Linked DNA regions of Mus musculus: region 2 is linked to region 1. A link is a contact called in public Hi-C data. All regions are on one chromosome and are shown on one strand. Each heading gives the region's core, a stretch centred on a gene start, on an enhancer-like site or on the middle of the called end of the contact. The rest is flanking DNA. Distances are from core to core; before and after follow the strand shown.

Region 1 (3,681 bases), core at 310-2,809:
TAAGAAACTCTTAGAAGTATGTATAAGCAAACAGCATGATTTACTTAGCATATTCTCTAATTGCTAGAAAATATAAAATGCAAGACTGGCAGAGCATTGTCAGTTTACACAGGGTAGTGGACCCTTCAGGTTTGTAGCCAGTCACCCCTGCACCCCTGATTCCTCACATTTACTCCTCAAAACCACTTCACTTGTGATACTTTCAGGCAAAAGTCTCTAATCCCAGCCCTCATAATTTGGTTTTAGGCACGTGTATTTGTATATCTTATATATAACAATTGTGTTCTGAGAATTCTTTCAGAACCCTGAGAAATGCACAGATTCATTTTCATTCTCTTGTTTTATTCTATAAGGCCTAACAGGATCATCGATGAAGCTCTCCAGAAAAACTCTCTTCCTGAGGAGACTTGTGAGGGAAAGGCTGGGTCTCTTCCCCCTGAGCAAGGCCTATCACCTGGAGAGAAACTGGCCCTGTCCAGTTCTCTTGAATAATGCACAAGGGTTGCAGCACCTTGTGATCTGTCTAGAAAATCAAGTTCTCACTGTGTAGGTTATTGCTAGTCCAGTTACTCTGACTTTCCAAACTTCTCCAGCTTCAACTGTAAATCAACACGTAAACCAAGTTAAAGCATACAGTTTGACTATGCCGTAGAACTCTGCGAGATACCCCAGGACTCAGCGTCTTTGGGGCTCCTACTTGCCAATTTTCATCTGTTTCATTGCGTTATCAAACAGCTGTTATTATTTGGAACTAATTATGTATTAGGGTTTTTTTTTTCCCTGAAAAATTGGTGCTTTTAAATCATTAAGTTTCCAGAGTACGAAACCAGAGCTCAACTTTTCCATATTAGCCAGTATGGGCCCTTGGAACACGCGCACAAGCTTGCCCCACCCAACATGCCGGTCTCCATTCAAGCACATGAAAGGCAGACAGATATCTGTTAATTAGCAGGCAACAAGAGGAACTCTAACGAGAGCCTTCAGGAACAATTTACTGTTCTCCTTTCTGTTTGGAAGATGGTCATGTGATTTTCTTTTCTTTTCATTTTTTTCCACCCTCAGCAGTGTAGATGATGGAAATAATCCAGACATGGTGGGGGGCTCTGAGGTTGGCTTTCTGATACCAAAGTGGCATGGAGTGAGGTGGGGGGAGAAGGCACTCAGCTACAAATCCTGTCTTCGGATACTTTCTCAGGAAGTTGAAGGAAGCTTTAAAACTGGGCTTATACATTAAATTCCAACCCGCTCCTATGCACATTTATCCCATCAAAGGATGTTAGCTCCGTTTTTACTTTTCACGTTAAAAGAAATTGATACTTGAAGATTTGCTATTTGATTGTGGTGATGCCTACTCCAAGAACATAACAGAACTGGTGGTCAGTGGGTCCCCAGAGGCAGCTGGTAAGTTTTGCCTGCCAGGTCACCCCCTGCCTTCTCCAGGACTGCTTTTAACGTTAATGACTCTCGGGGAACAGCTACCCAGCCAAGCATGAAAGCTGTGGGCTCACTCAGCTCCCAAGCCCACAGAAACCTTGAGATTCCAGCCTTCATCAAACAGAAAGTCTGCGTTCTGGCACTTGCCCAAAGTTTGGACTTAATGCTCCCTCTAACTCCTCCCTAGTGTGGGGGAGGGAGGCTTCTGAACTCACACACACAATAAGCATGCTAATCAAGTCAGCAGCCTCTCCCGGAAAGCAACAGCACACAACAGTATATTTAATACTCTACATATTCAGTCAGCAAAGAAAAGAGTTTGAGCTGAGTTAAACCAGAACTTTCCAAACTTAGTAGACCACTCATATCTAGCATGTCTAGGAACACTTCCCAAACTCACATTAAGTGGTACTGGTCTTGAATCTGTTTCTCTCACATGGTACCTCACTCCAGGTACCCTTACTTATTTCTTCTTTAACTCAAGAGACAACGTTCATCTCTAGCTCCCACTTTTCCTGCGGGTCCTTTGCTTGAATCCATTTGTTGAGGGCTACCACTATCCCTCAGAGAGCGTTAGACAGTACAAACTGAAGGTTAGCACAGGAGAGACTATTTCACTGAGGAAAATATTCGCAAAGTTAGTGGCATGAACGTACAAATATACAAAACTTCAGAAAGATGTGCTGCAGAGAGTTCTTTATAGAACAGGATGTGTGTGTGTGCACGCGTGCGTGCGTGCGTGCGTGCGTGTGTGCGTGCTGCTGGGAATGGAACCCAAGATCTTTGTACATGCCCAGCTGGCACTCTATCTACCATGGAGCTGCATTGTCTGCTGTTGAATATTTTTAAAAACTTAGTAACTATATTTCCAAGAATTTGCTGTAATCGGAACATGATGTCTACGTGGTCTCAAGAGTTAAATTTAAAATTCTAACTAATGGCAAATCAGTATATAGCTTGGGACAACTTTTCTAAGGTGCTGTCTTATTGATTTTATGTAAAGATTTATAGCTCACGGTGCTTCAGAAGTGAGTTGGTTTCAAAGCATAAAGATAGTCCCTTGTCACTCACTTTACTTATTTTTGATAAAGCCCCTTTTAATAAATAACAATTATTTTTCTGTTTAGCAGGACCAGAGCTTAATAATATTCTAACTTAATAATATTTGTGTGCCCAATATCTATAAAAATCCTTGTCATATGATAAGACTCTGATAAATGTTGAATGAGCCTAATTATCTCAATCCTAAAGTTTAACTGCACGAAGAGTCCTTTTAAGTTGCTATTTTATCTAAAATTACAGATTGCCTTATTATTTATCAGATTGAGGAGCCATTATATTTTCCATTCAGAAACTTTCAACTCTGTATTACAAGTGTATTATTGGATCATTTTACACTCAGGCTTAGATAAAGCCATGGCTAGTTGAACAGGAGGAACAAATGATCCTGATGCGTTATGATTTGAAGGTATCAAGTAACCAAGCACGAAGCCTAGCACTTGGGAGACAGAGACAGTGTCTCAAGGAAAAAAAAAATTCAAATGTCCAAGTAAATCATCAGTCCGTTAAATTACTGGGCATTAGAATACAACCAGATGTGGTGCCATGAGAGTAAGCAGAAGCAGAGGAAAAACCATGAGGTGCATCACTCTTCATCTTGCGTTAAAAGGATTGCTCTAGTCCTTTCCAGGGATGTCAGCTAGCTCCTCAGTAGATTCAGTGAGGTGTAACTAAATGTAGACAAGTTATCAAGAGATCTTTTTGTGGATAAATGTTGGAATCAAAGACATATCCAACCTCCATATTTCATGAGCAGAATCATTAAGATCTGAAGGATTAAAAAAAGTATCCAAAAGAAATACTTAAGTCTGAGGCCACAGATCAGGGGTAGACTGGTTGGAAAATAGGCACCGGGACTGGGTAGCATCTTCAGCTTGCTCTGCCCCCACCCTCCCGAACAAAGAAAACTGACATTTCAGACCTAAGTATTCATAGTAGAGACTAAGCAAAGAGAACATTCTAGACCTTAAAAAAAAGAATACAATGGTTACTCTATGTTCTTCATGCCCATTGTTACTTTCATGGGGGGGAGGTAGGGGGGCGGGATTCAAGACAGTGTTTACCTGTGTAGACTTTGGCTGTCCTAGAACTCACAATGATCTTCCTGCTGCCTCTGCCTCCAAGTGCTGGGATTAAAGGCGTGTGCCACTTCCACTAAGCACTGACACTGACAAATTCAATTTCTAT
Region 2 (3,681 bases), core at 496-2,995, 600 kb after region 1:
TCTTATGAAGTGGGACTTAAATCCAACCAGAAAGCAGCTGGTTACTACCATGACATTAGTGCCACTGTTGTGCCCATGGACAGATCTTTCCAGGCCAGGTGTTATTATAGCTCTCAAGTTCAGGGAATCCTAAAGATTTTGAGGTTTTAATTAGCTAGCCACAAAGACTGTCTTCAAGGAAAATAAGATGTGACACATAGAATAGCAATTGGTGTTCCCAACGTTGAAATAGCTAAATGGAATAAAGTTTAAAACTTTCACATATCCCTAATCTAAGTTTGTAAACAATGTGATTTTCCCGGGAGCATTGGTATGCACAGTTTGAAGAAAGATACTGAATTGTTCTGGAAATTATATATATATATATATATATATATATATATATATATATAAAATCAGCAATCATATTTTCTCTGATGTATAAGTTCTATACAAATTGGAAATTTTCTTTGGCTGAACATGAAGTATCATCAGATAATTTTGATGAAAAAAATCAAGTGCACTTAAAGAGCTATGTGTGTGTTCTTCAGACTTTGTGGACAGCGTCGAAGTGACCTCAGAGTGGGGAAGCACTCTGAGGGGCAGCACTTGGCTCTGTCTCTGGCAAGGATCTTCACAGGACTGACTTCATTCTCTTCTTCCCTGTGATATCAGCACAGGCTCCCCTCTTGTAGCTCTATCTAGTGACCCGAAGTGACACATGAAAGAAGTGAGACGCTCGTGTGTGCTCACGAACACACACACACACACACACACACACACACACACACACACACATCTCCAAGGCCTCTTCTCCCATTTACATCTCTGACATACGCTTCACACTGTCCATCCTGCCCAAACCTCTTCTCAAATGAAGTGACTCTCTGTCCCCTACCACATCCCAACATCAAATGTGCTTTCTGGGGGAGTTTAAATTAGTTATCAGGAACTCAGCAGCCATGTAGGCTAAAAGGCATGCCATTTTATAATTTTATAATTTATAATTTTATAATTTTCTTAAACTTTATTTCATGTGTACGTGTGTGTCCCTGTGGAGTGTGCACCCTTGTGTATGCAGGTGCATGTGTGTGTTTGTGTGTGCATGTGTATGTGTGTGTACATGTGTGTAGGCCAGGGGTTGACATCAGGTGTCTCCCTTGATTGCTCTTATGGTTGTTTGTTTGTTTGTTGATGTGGTCTTTTACTGAATCTGGACCTCATGAGTTCGGCAGCAGTGGGCAAAGAGTGAGCCCTAGGAATGTGCCTGTGTCTACCTCCTTGGTTCTTGGTTCTGGGGTTACGGATGTGTGCCAACACCCTTGCATGGCAAGCATTCTACCAGCTAAGCCATCTCCTCACCCTCATGATCTGCATTTTTAATATTAGCCTTACTTGTAGAGTTAAAGAATTTGTGCCTCTATTAAAAGGCTGTCAAATATCAGCTAACAAGGAAGAAGAAATTAAAAGGAAGTGAGACAAATCAAGAGCTAGTGTGAGCCCAGGTGACTAGCTGGATGTTCCAAGGTGGCCATTTTTAATATCTGACCGGAGACTCAGTCCTTTGAAAACAGGTCTTTCAAGCTCAGTGTCAGGGCCACACACGACCTCTTAGAGGACACTGAAATCGTCTCCTGACCCATCCTGTCCTTCCCACACCCCTCCCCGCCTGATGCTGGGGAATCTGACCACCTGGGAAATAGGCAATGTGCCATGTGACAGATGGGAATGAGGGTGATCAGGCCAGGGACCATGGAAGAGTAAGAAATACATTTACTGAGGCCAGTGCTCCCAGCTGGGACACTGAAGCAGCTGTCTGCATTGACCTAAAGCTAATAAGTCAGGGATGAAAAAAGATGTGATTTCTAAACATGACTGGATCAAATGCACCATCCCACTTTTGTGAGTAATGATGAAAGCTACTCACTGGCAGAGAAGCCTCCACTAGGGTGAGAGACAGAGCGAATGGTTCTGCTTGGATTCCCATCAGAATAAAGCTAGCACAGTCACAAAACAAGGTCAGCAGAACTCCTGCCCGCAAAATGGAAGCAAAGAGAGAGACTCACCCGTGTGCCTGCCTTCACAACCCTGCAAACATATTCTGAAAGTCAGTGGTGTCCACCCTGAGGTGAGGAGGGCTGCCGTGCGGAGCATTAGCTCTGTTCGCAGGTCCATTTTGTTTGATTTCCCTTGTTACTCCCTCCTTCCATTCCCTCCCAGCCCCCTGAAAAAGGATGCAGCCAGAATGACCAGCACTCTCAGAAAATTTGGGGGATGACTTCAGGTTTGTCTAGGGGTGTCTGCCTGGTCTGATTTTACCATTACCACAATGCTGTCAAGCTTTCTGCATTTCCTGGCAATAGAGTTGGCTGAAGAATCTACCATCTGTCATGGCATTTAAAAGATAAAAATGGAGTCATAAATAGTGCCAGCTCCTCAGGAAAAAAAAAAAAAAAAGTCCAGCCGGCATGTCAAAATGGAGGATATTAACATGTTCTTTCAGAACCCAGCCGCCAGCAGCTGAAGTCAGCTTGCTAATCGCTCCATGTCATCTGTCCTAGAGTGGGCTGCCAAATCTCTCTTCCAGGCCAGCAGCACCAAACAATGCGGGGGAAATTTATGATTCACAAAATATTTTTGCAGAAGGTAAAATTCAACCATTAAACCCTATTTAATTAATGCTGCCACATCCTACATTAAAAAAGAGAAAGAGGGAAAATTCTCTACCATAGAATTCATCTCTTTTACCCAGCCAAATTCCGTGCCAAATTTAACAGCAAGCAACATAAATTTGGGTGATTAGATTGGTTGCATATATTTAATTTTTAAAACGCACCATGATCACACTTTCATTAAAACAGGCACTCGGCTTTGGTTTAGAGCCACCTGACAAACAACACGGCAGCTCTTGATTGGGTGAGCGAAATGACAAGATTAAAATGTGGATCTCGGGCAGATGCGAGGCTCTTCCATTATAAATATGTAAAACTGCTGGCCCCAGATCAGAATGACACATTGAAGGGCTTCCTTCGCACAAACAGAGTCTCCACTAATTTTTGCTAAGATAAAGGTATAGTGCAAAGAATACTTCTTTTGTAATAAACTCTCAGTTCCCAAGGAAGTCCTGATGCACAGTTGTTACGTCAATTGGGCAATGCCTTTGTCTCTCAAATTTAGGATTCTGTGCACAAACTGGTAACAATCGCATCTCTCTCAAAATGGTGGCTAGAGGCTTGGAAGAAAGACATACAGAGTGTCTAGTGCCCTGACCAAGGTAACAACGTGGATATTTGGACAAGAGGAGCTTCCCCACAAACTTCTGCTGAAGAAACCCAGTATGTAAAATCAAACAGAAAACAGAATATCAAGAAACAAAATGAAGTGAAGGTCCAGTTAGTACGTTGAGGTGAGGACCCATGAGCCCCCTAGTTCCCTTTGTCTACAGGAGGGCCTGGCAGGGCTTCTGGAAATTTTCATGCAGGCTCAAGAAGACACACTCAGAGCAGTGGATTAGGCCAGCTCACTGATGCTGGTCCTGAGGCATCCGTGATCAGATTCTTGGGGAGTGCCTTTCAAAAGACAGATTTCCAGCTGAGATTGGAGTTGCCAAAACTGGCATGAGGTCCAAGAATTTGGGATATGTAATGCTCCCACATGTGGTGCTCCCACGTGTGGTGCTCCCATGTGTAGTGTTCTCATGTG

The links. A called contact is a pair of places that touch in the nucleus more often than the background predicts.
Region 2: a contact with region 1 is called in a Hi-C map of stem cell-derived motor neurons, with 2.4 times the contacts expected there. The contact joins two enhancer-like sites. A contact is called at or near these places in 1 of 484 Hi-C or Micro-C datasets (stem cell-derived motor neurons) and 2 of 115 datasets of contacts at active chromatin or transcription factors (astrocytes and embryonic forebrain).

Annotation. Positions count from the first base shown.
Region 1 is chr4:82,343,437-82,347,117 of GRCm38.p6, forward strand. All of the region lies in intron 6 of Nfib (nuclear factor I/B), which reads right to left. Among named protein-coding and RNA genes, the nearest start is that of Nfib, 160 kb to the right of the region's middle. Within about 2 kb of position 1,560, at least 74 of the 459 cell types and tissues checked have an H3K27ac peak or open chromatin away from gene starts, as enhancers often do. A contact at or near this core is called in stem cell-derived motor neurons, where this site is marked.
Region 2 is chr4:82,944,031-82,947,711 of GRCm38.p6, forward strand. The region is part of intron 24 of Frem1 (Fras1 related extracellular matrix protein 1); the gene reads right to left. Among named protein-coding and RNA genes, the nearest start is that of Gm33260, 22 kb to the left of the region's middle. Within about 2 kb of position 1,746, at least 33 of the 459 cell types and tissues checked have an H3K27ac peak or open chromatin away from gene starts, as enhancers often do. A contact at or near this core is called in stem cell-derived motor neurons, where this site is marked.